Linked DNA regions of Mus musculus: all the other regions are linked to region 1. A link is a contact called in public Hi-C and HiChIP or PLAC-seq data. All regions are on one chromosome and are shown on one strand. Each heading gives the region's core, a stretch centred on a gene start, on an enhancer-like site or on the middle of the called end of the contact. The rest is flanking DNA. Distances are from core to core; before and after follow the strand shown. Region 1 overlaps Dst (dystonin). Region 2 has its middle 34 kb from the start of Mir5103. Region 3 holds the start of Ccdc115 (coiled-coil domain containing 115).

Region 1 (3,854 bases), core at 163-2,662:
TCAGCCACACCTCTTCTCGCAAACATCTGCCCATACTCGCAAGTAATTCTGATAGCCCTAGGAGAGTCCCTGACATAGGGGAAACCCTCACGATGCAGGGGGATTCTTGAGTCCGATTCTGTCTGCCTCTGAACATTAGGAACACTTAAGTTGTTTCTAAGCTTACGGTGCCAAAAAGTGATGGGAAGAAGGTTTGAAATAACTACGGTGAAATAATTGAAAGTCAAGCCATTCCAAGGACCAACGGGATCCACTTCACACTGTGCACACTGCGGCTCCTACCTAGACATATCTAAACTTACCGAAACCTCCAAACGACAGAGTAAAGTAGGAAACTTACTTTCTTAGTCTTTTTATCTCACAAACTGAAGGAAATTCTGTACCTACGAGCAGTTTATACAAAGACAGGATAGGAGGGGAGGCCCCGTATTCCTTCAACACTGGCTTGAGAGAAGAAAGAAGAGCTGAGAAGACAGAAGCCCCAGAAGTGACCTCACAGAGGAGATGGGAGCCTGCCCTTTCCGGATGAATGCAAGAAAATCCGTGAGCATAAAGCGAATGAAAGAAAATAAACACTAATCAAAACATTACTCAGCGCATAGCATTTCATTACCAACTATGAACCTTCTTCATAAAAACAGCTGAATGACAGCTCTCAGAACAACACCCATGATTTTGAATACTTAGAGAAAAAAAAAAGATTCTGAAATGTTTAACGGAAATCCAAAAGCACACGAGACTCCTGGATGTTTTCTGAAGAACACTCCGTTGACCATGAAATTGGCCAAGCGGCCGTGAGCACCCGTGAGCCCGAGTGCGCGGATGGACTCACCCATCTCTGCCAGTGCCTGCTTCCAGGACTGGGCCTCGGGAGCCTCTGGGTTCTCTTCCAGAAGCTCTGATAGTTTGTCTTTTAATTCTTGCACTTTGTTTACATTTTGCTTCAGTTCTGCCTCAAATGACTAACAAGGAAAAAAAAAAAAAACAATAATTAACTACACAAAAAATATGGCATCAAAAGAGAAAAAGCATTTCTTCTCTGGAACTCTGGAATGACTCAGAAAGGACGCCCCCCTACACACACACACATACACACATCAAATGCTGGAGTGGGCAAGGACCTGGGTTATGTAGCTGATAATTCTTATTTTTTCCCCTTGACCATCTTCAATTGTGAGACACAGAAACCCCACAGAGGAACACTCTGTGGATGTAATGACTGCCGTCTGTAATTTCCTGCTTTCAAACGACGCTGGGCCAATGCAAGCTGCTCTCAGTGAGGTTAACTGAGAAGCAAATCAGCCCTGGTAAAGGCTTCCAGAATTTGAAACTCTACTCGAGATTCCACATGGCAGAATTCAAGTACGGGTTGGTAATTTGCCCAAATTTTTGTCATGGTGGTGAGAAACTACTTTCCTAATCTTGGCAGTACAGAAATGCTGTTAAAGAGGACGGTATTAGCCGTCCCGTTTTATAGTAGACAGGCCAGACACTTGATACATTTAGTCCATAACTAAATCTTTCCCAAAAGTTGATTACTTAATATCGCAGATTTAAGCTGATTTAAAGACGGCAAAGTTACTCATACCCTACAGTTTATTCCTTTTTATAATGTCAGAGGGCTGGAAAAGTGACAATTTGTTGCCCCAATGTGACTGATTTTAACAAAACAGTCATTATTTGATGAAGGTCTAGGGAGAAAACAGAACCGAGCTCATGGCCCCCAGGGCTGCTCTGGCTAAGTCCACTCAGTGCGCCTTCCTGCCCTGTACCCAGCCTACCTTGTTCTGCTCCACCTGCAACTTCACAGACTCAGTGTCTGCAGGTGTAGGTGTCTGGCGCCACCTGCTGGCCGTCTTGTTCATCTTCTCTAACCACTGCATCATTGCACTGGACTCTTCCTGAGCCTTTTGCAATTTGGAGAGCTTAGTGTTCAGTTCAACTATTTTATCCTTGAGTAAGAGGCCCAGGTCTTCGTAACTGTGGCTTATGTCAGTCATGTCCTTCTTAATAGATGTTAAACCTACGAGCAGGAAGAAAAGTACACGAATGCATGCTGAGGCTTTTGGAGAGGAGCGATAGCATTAGACTGATTGTACACAGCGTTTTCTTCTATTTTGACACTGTTAAGCCTGCTACGATGAACCACAGACTTTTTAGGATAGAAAGAAGAGGTCATACTGCAAGTTAATAACAAACAACTCAGGAGCATTGTGTAACTGTAAAACGTAAGAGGTAGCATGATGGAATTGTAAGCTTAAACATAACAGATTTCTTGGGTACCAAACAGCAAATGAACAGGAAGGAAATAAAACCAAGTCCCAAAGTGAAACACCAAAGGTTCATTTATCTCAGATGGACAGGTATATCAACATATTCATGGACATGGTGACCATTTCAACTCGAGTTTAAGATCTCAACAAAACTACTGCCCTCTAAAACATCAAACTCCATTAATCACTCGCCAGACAGGGTTACTAGTCACCTTTATTTGCCAAGAAATCCTGAGTATTTGTGTCTGTTCCTTCACCATTTAGTATTACTCCACCTGCAACAAAACAAAACAAAACAAAAAAAAAAAACAATGAACAAACAAAACAAACAATGAAGTGACTTTAGATTGCCCTAGTACTTCTACCTATAGACGGCATTAAAGGAACCGCCACTGCTCATTCGTACAAGTGACTCGGCGCCTCACTTTCGACTGTTCATAAGTTAATCAAAAGCTGATTCCCAAATTAAACAGCTAAGATGTTTTATGCTAACGTCATCTTATGATAAAGCTGGCGGTAAAGGTCCCCAGCACCTATGTATTAAAGAAAGCAGTGCAACTGAGAAGAAAATGTCTGCTCGGCCTAATGGCTGTGCATCACCTGTGGCCGCGTACACAACATAACCACAGGGCCAATGAAGGCAGAATGATTTAAAAAGAGACGAGGGAACCGTCTGAAGGTAAAAGCCAAAACAAACGTCTGTTTCTAAGTCCACATATGCTGACACAGAGAACACAGGGTGGGTAGTGCATGGACCTAGAGGACGCCTCTCCTGAATTTAGATGCCAGCTGTGCTAACTATCAGCTGTGTGCCTGAAGAGGAATGAATGAAGCTGATGGGTACCACGGCAGCTACCCTGTGAAAACGCCATGGGAACCACACATAGCTAACCCATTACCTACCAATCAGATCCTCCTGAGTGGGTCATAATAGCTATTTGTCCTATATTATCATAACTATCTGGGATTGGCATGTCTCCATAACCACAATGTTAATAAAATCCAACTTTCTCATGCTAGCACCCACTGGCTGCCTATCAAAGGAGAGAGATGCCCATGCAAGAGCAACCATAGAAACATTTAAACATCCGAATTCCTCCTCCCCCTCTCCCATGTGTGTGTGCGCGCGCATGCACATGTGCGTGTGCATGAGTGTACGCACAAGGCATTTTCCAAGGAACGGAAAGCATCCTAGACTCTCCAAACTAATTGTTAAACGTCAAGCAGAGAACACCAAGCAAGAGTATAGATTTTATTCCAGATAAAAAGGAGATGGGAGGAACTAAGATAAATCAAAGACAATAGAATTCCTCTTCTTAAGAAAAAAAAAAGATCAACTTGACGTCTCAGGCAATCTGATTAGGGCAGACATGAGGGAGCATTGTGGCATATACAATATGGGCATTGCTTGAAAAGGGAGCAACAGAGTGGAAAAAATGGCTGTTTGAGAGAAGCGCAGCTGGAACATGAGTGTCACTCACAATGGGACAGCTGGAGGCCTGGTCAGACTAGATAAACCACAGGACACACAATGGAGATAGGAGGTTGGCCTTCTATCTATTCCTCAACTTAAACAAAACA
Region 2 (3,407 bases), core at 23-2,522, 180 kb before region 1:
TAGAAGGTGTGTGCTCAGATGGGAATATGTGGGATTCCTCTGAGGGGCCAGCCAGGCCTGTGAGTTAGATATTTGGTAACATTTCTCAGCTTAGACTCCCTTAGGACAGTTTGGGTGTGGCAATGTTTACGGGACATGTCAATCTGAATGTGTTTCCAGATACCTCTGGTCTCCCCCACCAGAGTGTAGAATGCCTGATTCTTGCCTATTAAAAGTCCAATTAAGATAATCCAACATTTCCTAGGCAAATGGATGGACATGGAGGGTATCATTCTGAGTGAGGTAACTCAATCACAAAAGAACTCACACGATATGCACTTACTGATAAGTGGACATTAGCCCAGAAACTTAGAATACCCAAGATATAATTTGCAAAACACATGAAACTCAAGAATAAGGAAGACCAAAGTGTGGATACTTCGTCCTTCCTTAGAATGGGGAACAAAATACCCATGGAAGGAGTTACAGAGACAAAGTTTGGAGCTAAGATGAAGAGACGGACCATCCAGAAACTGCCCCATGTGAGGATCCATCCTATCATCAGCCACCAAACTCAGACACTATTGCATATGCCAGCAAGATTTTGCTGAAAGGACCCTTATATAGCTGTCTCTTGTGAGGCTATTCCTGTGCCTGGCAAATACAGAAGTGGATGCTCACAGTCAGCTATTGAATGGAACACAGGGCCCTCAATGGAGGAGCTAGAGAAAGTACCCAAGGAGCTGAAGGGGTCTGCAACCCAATAGGTGGAACAACAATATGAACTAACCAGTACCGCCAGAGCTCATGTCTCTTGCTGCATATGTAGCAGAGGATGGCCTAGTCGGCCATCATTGGGAAGAGAGGCCCCTTGGTCTAGCAAACTTTATATGCCCCAGTACAGGGGGCTGCCAGGGCCAAGAAGTAGGAGTGGGTGGGTAGGAGAGCAGGGCAGGGGGAGGGTATAGGGGACTTTCAGGATAGCATTTGAAATGTAAATGAAGAAAATATCTAATAAAAAATTGGGAATCAAAAGAAATTAAAGCAAAGACAAAAGCCAGAAAAAAAAATAAGATAATCCAACATGCTTTCATAAATGTCTCCTGCCCCTTACTAAACTATTCCACCCTGGAACAATCACTTCAGGACCCTGAGCAACTCTGATTTGAAAACAAAACTGTCTGTGTTGGTAGTAGGTGAGAACTCAGAACATCTAGACAGTTGGAAGGGAGCATAATTTGAACTGGACTGTCTTGGGCTGACTCAGACTCTTACTGGACAGCAGATCTGAACGCTGACGTAATCAGTCACAGTAAATAGGTTGGCTGCCAAGATAAACGTATTATCATTGTGTGTTTATGCTAGAGTGGAAAAACACATTTCTGTCTTTGAAGGAGTATGTTTCCCTCCCAGTTGTCTCTGGAGTTAGCGATGGGTAGCAATTTAGTTGTCCAGACCCTCATTAATGCTAAATTCTTTCTAATTGGCAGAGGCAGCCATTGAGATGGAACTAATGTGTCCTGGCAGATGCAGCAGTATCAGGTGCCGTAAATGAGAACTCTGGAGCAAAGGCAGATGAGCATCCAAAGCCGCAGGGGCGCCCTTACCTCTGTGGAAACAAACAGCTTCTGTCCCTAGCACACAGTGACATTTCACAGATAGCATTTCCAAGGGCCACTTTCTCCAGGATGTTGTTCACAGATAAACGGAGTTTCTCTGGCTAGAAAGAAGACTGTGTGCTGGACCCTTTGGGGAGACCCCTCCCAAAAATCCGACTTATCTCCATCCTTAGCAGCACACAGGACGTTGGTGAACAGGGCTTTAGGCAGCTGCTTTCCCATTGCAAGTCCCTGCTGCATCTCACAGCGGGAGTTTGGTACCCTGACCTCCCTGCTGCCTTAGGTCTGCAGTTTGCTTTTCTCTGAGTAAAGACAACATATCAAGGGGAGTTTCCATCCTACCTGGTTTGTTAGCTCTGATCTTTCTCTAAAGAGCTCAGAAAGAAAATATCCAGACCCTGAGATGATCTTTTCTCTTATGCAGAGTACGTAGTCTCTATTATGGGATTATAAAGTGGGATTATAGAAGTTTCCGGAAAATGTTCTGGTCTCCGTTTTTGTTCCTGAGGCTCTGGTGAACTGAACTCTGTAGGAACTTCATGGAGATATGTAAAGTCCTTTTCCCAGTAGAGGACACTGAAGTGCTTCCCCAGAACTGAGCTTCACGGTTCTCAAAGTGTCTAAAATCAAGGCAGCTGCCTCCTATGAATCCCCAATTATCAGACATTAAAATTGTTACGTTTCAAACCCCAATGGCTGAGGTGCCTGTTTAACATATCAAAGTAGACCTGACTGCCAGGTTCTCAACATGGCCCAGTCCCTACCTGTTATAGGGTACAGCTGTCCCCTACTCCTGAACTCTCCAGCCCAGGGGTTGGGCTGTCCTTCCCGCAAAGGCTCTTCCATATATCATCCAGATGGTTTAGTTACCTGCCCCTTTTTAACCTTTGACCTTTTGGCTGCTTCACCTGCCCCTCTCTTCCTTCTCCCTTGCCCTCTACTTCTGCTTACATGGCCCAACGCAGCCTGGTCACGTCCACTCTGGGCTCTTCCAGATGTGTCTGCCTCTGGCTATGTTCTCCCTTTTATCTACAAAAAACTTTCTCCTCCTCCACATTTAGAAACAGTCATGTTCTTGGGTTTTTTTTTTTTTTTTAATTTCTTTTTTTCATTTTGAAGTAACAGGGGTAAAAGCAATTACTACTCCCTACCCATCTCTCCCTGCGGTCCTCAAGTCTCAGTCTTCGAGAGCTGTCTTGACCCAGACGATTCATCAGAGATAAGCCCTTTCTTTCTCATCATTACTTTTCCTCATCTAAAAACTTATATGCTAGAGTCCTCAGGTGAGTCAGGGTTTTGTTTTCTTCTCTGATAAATCCTTGATTTTAAGTCAGCAGAAAGTTTATTCTCTAAAGAATAGCATAATTTATTTTCTGGTGCAAACTTACCCCTGAATATCTTGTTTCTTGGTTATTTGTGCATGAGAGTATGCACTCACCTGCATATGTGTGCGTGTGCGTGCCCGTGTGTGTGCCTGTGTGTGTGTGTTTTATTTGTTTTCTTGAGACAAGATATCCTTGGCGCAGGCTGGCCAACTTGCCATCCTCCTGCCCCTCACACTTAATCTTAATCTCAATCTTAATCTCAAATGTATTCCTAATAGTCTCACGTTCTAAACCAGAAGACTGTGAGACATAAGGCCGTGGGTTCCAGTGCAGCACTTGATTCTCCTCATAATTCAATAGTCTATTGGATTTGACTCTTAACCTTTGCATCAGCTAGTTTTAAAATTTTTTTTGCTTGTTCATCTTGTTTTTAAAACATTATATATATTTATATATTTTATTTTGTGTATTTTCAGATGCATAT
Region 3 (3,323 bases), core at 337-2,836, 220 kb before region 1:
TATGGTAATGGGTCACAGATACTTAACATTATGCTTATATAGCCCAGGCTGATCTGAAACTCATGCAGCCAAAGCAAGCCTTGAACTCCTGATCCTCTAGCCTCCACCTTACCAGTGTTGGGACATAGGCCCCCAGGCACAGTTGAGTCAGGCTGGGGACAGAATCCAGAGCCTCCTTCATGTTAGGAAGCACTCTCTAACAACTGTGGTACAATCCCAGCCCTAACATTATGCTTCTTAACTCAAAAAAACGTTACATGACACACATATACTTTATAGTCCTAAATTACAGGAACGGAATTTAATTACTGGCACCAGGGATATTGTACTATCAATCAGGCGGGAGACATGAAGTTCCTTAGATACAAAAGCAAAATAGGGATAAATAGAACATTTCCAATTAAGCTCTGTGATAGAGGATCTTCATTTATTAGGGCAAATGAAAATGTGAATTAATGTAAGGCAAAGTTTTAAACTAACCTGTAAAACGAATGTCAAATTCTAAATGGAAGAAGAATTAAAATGCAAGACAATTATAACAATCAATAACAGGTTTTTCTAATTTTGTTTTGAAGAAGACAACAAAAACAAATACCAAGGATTCTTGCAGACCCATTCCCTAAGATGGGAATCAATTAGATGAGGCAAAGGTTTTTTGTTGGTTTGTTGCTTGATTTGGTTTGGTTTTTGGTTTTTCGAGACAGGGATTCTCTGTTTTAGCTCTGGCTGTACTGGAACTCATTATGTAGACCAGGCTGGCTTCGAACTCGGGGATCGGCCTGTCTCTGCCTCTCGAGGGCTGGGATTGAAACCGTGCGCCGCCGCCACCCGACAGAGGCAATGTTTTAAAACTAAATAAAAACTAGATATTCTGTAAGCAAAACTGGCAATCAACCTGTAGACATGGGCAACTGTAGCATAAACGGCCATACTATCACATGGTGGGATCATTCAGAAACCAGTGAGCAGTGAGGTCCTACCTAACGAGCAGAGAAAGGAAAGATGACCAGCCACCCTGATACAAATACATTAAGTTCAAATGCGTTTACACCTCCGTGTAGTATGCTCGAGCAAGGACTTGTAACCCACCAGCACAGGGAGGCCTTACCTTCTAGAGCACGCTTGACTCGCTCCTTCTTCTCCTGAACGGATCGCTGCGCCTCCTCCCGGGCTTTGCGGTACAGGTACTCGCGGCGCAGGCGAGCCTCCCGACGGAGCTAGAGAACACACAGGGTCACCATCCACTTCGGAGCACCGAGGACCACAACTCAGCCCTCCCGTAGTCCCCTTCTTTCCCGCTAAACCAGAACAGGAAATCAAAACATCCTACCATGATGAGCGCCGCTCCCTCACGAGTCCCAACTCTTCTGGCGCTGCTGGCACCACGCAGTGATCACTTCCGCCCTCAACCAAAAAGGCCTTTAGAGGCTTCACTCGATTCCACTGCCGGTCAGAGTGCCCCATCTTAAGATGGCGAATGGAGGAGGGCGTCGCAAGGTGATTGGTCAGACGGGCAACCAATTAATTACCCGGATTTGGGATGTCACGTGGTCTAAGACCGTCCTGATTAGTTAGTCCGTCTGCGGCTTCACCGGTGCTTGAGCTGGTCAGGCAGCAGGCTAGCGAAGAGTAAAAGCAGGAACTGTGCGCATGGCTTCCTAGATTCAAGTTAAGGTCCGACTTTTGGTAGCCATCGGATTCGAGAAGTATCCCGCTCCAGGCGCTAATCCGCGTCCTGGCTGGTGACAGGGATCACCCGGAAGTTGAAGCCTTTGACTTCCGGGTCACGATTAGTACTGCCCCCCTAAGGGCGGATCTTGAGCGCTTATTGGCTGTCATGCACATGGCCGCGCAGTGATTCGGCGGCTTGGAAGGAAGTGGCTCCGCCCATCCGCGCGTGTCCCAAGACTGGCTGGGCCATGGCGGTCCAGGCTCTGCGAGAGGAGTTGGACTCCAAGTGCCTACAGCTGCTCAGTGACCTGGAGGAACTGGAGGCGAAGCGGGCGGCGCTGAACGCCAGGGTGGAGGAGGTGGGCCACGGGGAATGGAAGGAGGGATAGAAAGCGGGCACAGGGAGGGAAAACAGTCTCAAGTCTCTCCTGTCTCCCCAGGGTTGGCTCTCACTTGCCAAGGCTCGCTATGCCATGGGAGCCAAGTCGGTAGGACCCCTGCAGTATGCCTCGCGTATGGAGCCTCAGGTCTGCGTGCGTGCCAGGTGAGCGCCCCCCCCCCCCCCCCCCCTTGGAGAGTGGATGGGCAGGACCTAGGCCGGCGCGGCCAGAGATCCAACTTCCCTTTTTTTTTTTTTTTTTTTTTTTTTCCCAGCGAGGCCCAGGATGGACCCCAGACCTTCAGGGTGATCAAAGCTGACGCCCAGACCCCCGAGGAAGTGGGGCCTAGCGAAGCATGTAAGTCTCCTTTCCACCTGTCAGCCCTTACTCAGCGCTAAAGACAAAACTCATTGAACATTTAAGGAAATTGCTTCATTCGGAATCTGATTAATGGAGAGCGTCTGAGCTGGAGAGTTGAATGTCTGGGGGGCGGGGGTGTGGGAGGGTGGGGTTCTTATACTTTGATAGGTAGGGTTCAAGTAACAGGATAGGAGAGCCGCCCGAGGAGGTCTAAGGGAATGGGGTGTATTCCAAGCCTCCTTGACATAACATGGTTGGGTAAGAGGGTTAAAGGAATGTTGGCGTTTAAGCTGATTGGTTCACAGCATCTGGTCAAACCACAAGGAGGGACCACACATCTAAAAGGTGCATCTTCACCTGGGAACGAATCATGTTTTCTTAGCCCACCCCATTATTATCGACTGACCACAGCTATTACGTCTGTTTTGCAACTGCCAAGAATATTTCGGATTTTTGTTTGTTTGGTTGTTTTTTGCTTTTCATTTCGTTTTGTTTTTTGTTTTTTTCAGAACTCAAGGGTGGGAGCCAAGTCATTGTGAGGGCAGGTTAGCTTAAAATGGAGTCTGAGAACAAAATGGAGTTTGCTCTGGTACTTTAATCTCTACACAGTTAAAGGTGGACTCTTTTATAGTGGGATGAGTTTTGCATTCAAAGGAGCTCAACAGAACAGAAAATGTATATCCCTATATCTAGATGTTCCTTGGAAATAAACCTCCAATCCCAGTTAATCACTCCTGAAACAGCTTGGGGACATTTCATCACTTTTAGGTAAATTGGCAAAGTCAGTCGTAGTCTTGTTCTGGGTAAACAGAATTGTCTGTCCTGGAAGTCAGAATAGACAGAGTCAACTGGATTACAAAGGGGGGAGTGTTACTATTTCCAGACACAGGAGAAGGTTGGGGAAATAGCTAA

The links. Hi-C and Micro-C count contacts between places; a contact is called where the count stands out from the background. HiChIP or PLAC-seq counts read pairs in DNA pulled down with a chosen protein or histone mark.
Region 2: a contact with region 1 is called in a Hi-C map of muscle stem cells, with 4 times the contacts expected there. The contact joins two enhancer-like sites. A contact is called at or near these places in 22 of 39 promoter capture datasets (the 3T3-L1 cell line, 3T3-L1-derived adipocytes, the C10 cell line and 14 more), 7 of 15 datasets of contacts at CTCF or cohesin (the G1E-ER4 cell line, embryonic stem cells, hippocampal excitatory neurons and 4 more), 218 of 484 Hi-C or Micro-C datasets (the 3T3-L1 cell line, 3T3-L1-derived adipocytes, the 63-12 cell line and 125 more), 21 of 115 datasets of contacts at active chromatin or transcription factors (the 230-238 cell line, CD8 T cells, the NIH/3T3 cell line and 14 more) and 3 of 9 other capture datasets (adipose tissue, embryonic stem cells and embryonic tail).
Region 3: a contact with region 1 is called in an H3K4me3 HiChIP or PLAC-seq map of neural tube, with 4 times the contacts expected there. The contact joins the promoter of Ccdc115 here to the enhancer-like site in region 1. A contact is called at or near these places in 1 of 15 datasets of contacts at CTCF or cohesin (the NIH/3T3 cell line), 6 of 484 Hi-C or Micro-C datasets (the HL-1 cell line, bone marrow-derived macrophages, nephron progenitors and 2 more), 25 of 115 datasets of contacts at active chromatin or transcription factors (Th17 cells, astrocytes, bone marrow-derived macrophages and 16 more) and 5 of 9 other capture datasets (adipose tissue, embryonic stem cells, liver and 2 more).

Annotation. Positions count from the first base shown.
Region 1 is chr1:34,216,504-34,220,357 of GRCm38.p6, reverse strand. It overlaps Dst (dystonin), which reads right to left. Exons shown (of 103, transcript NM_001276764.1): 55 at 2,486-2,548; 56 at 1,782-2,023; 57 at 833-962. Among named protein-coding and RNA genes, the nearest start is that of Gm26788, 40 kb to the right of the region's middle. Within about 2 kb of position 1,412, at least 4 of the 459 cell types and tissues checked have an H3K27ac peak or open chromatin away from gene starts, as enhancers often do. A contact at or near this core is called in muscle stem cells and neural tube, where this site is marked.
Region 2 is chr1:34,397,741-34,401,147 of GRCm38.p6, reverse strand. No RefSeq gene overlaps it. Among named protein-coding and RNA genes, the nearest start is that of Mir5103, 34 kb to the left of the region's middle. Within about 2 kb of position 1,272, at least 24 of the 459 cell types and tissues checked have an H3K27ac peak or open chromatin away from gene starts, as enhancers often do. A contact at or near this core is called in muscle stem cells, where this site is marked.
Region 3 is chr1:34,437,935-34,441,257 of GRCm38.p6, reverse strand. Ccdc115 (coiled-coil domain containing 115) reads left to right here and starts at 1,586. Exons shown (of 5, transcript NM_027159.2): 1 at 1,586-2,030; 2 at 2,112-2,215; 3 at 2,326-2,408. The coding sequence starts at 1,920. Imp4 (IMP4, U3 small nucleolar ribonucleoprotein) reads right to left here and starts at 1,429. Exons shown (of 9, transcript NM_178601.3): 1 at 1,331-1,429; 2 at 1,109-1,217. The coding sequence starts at 1,333.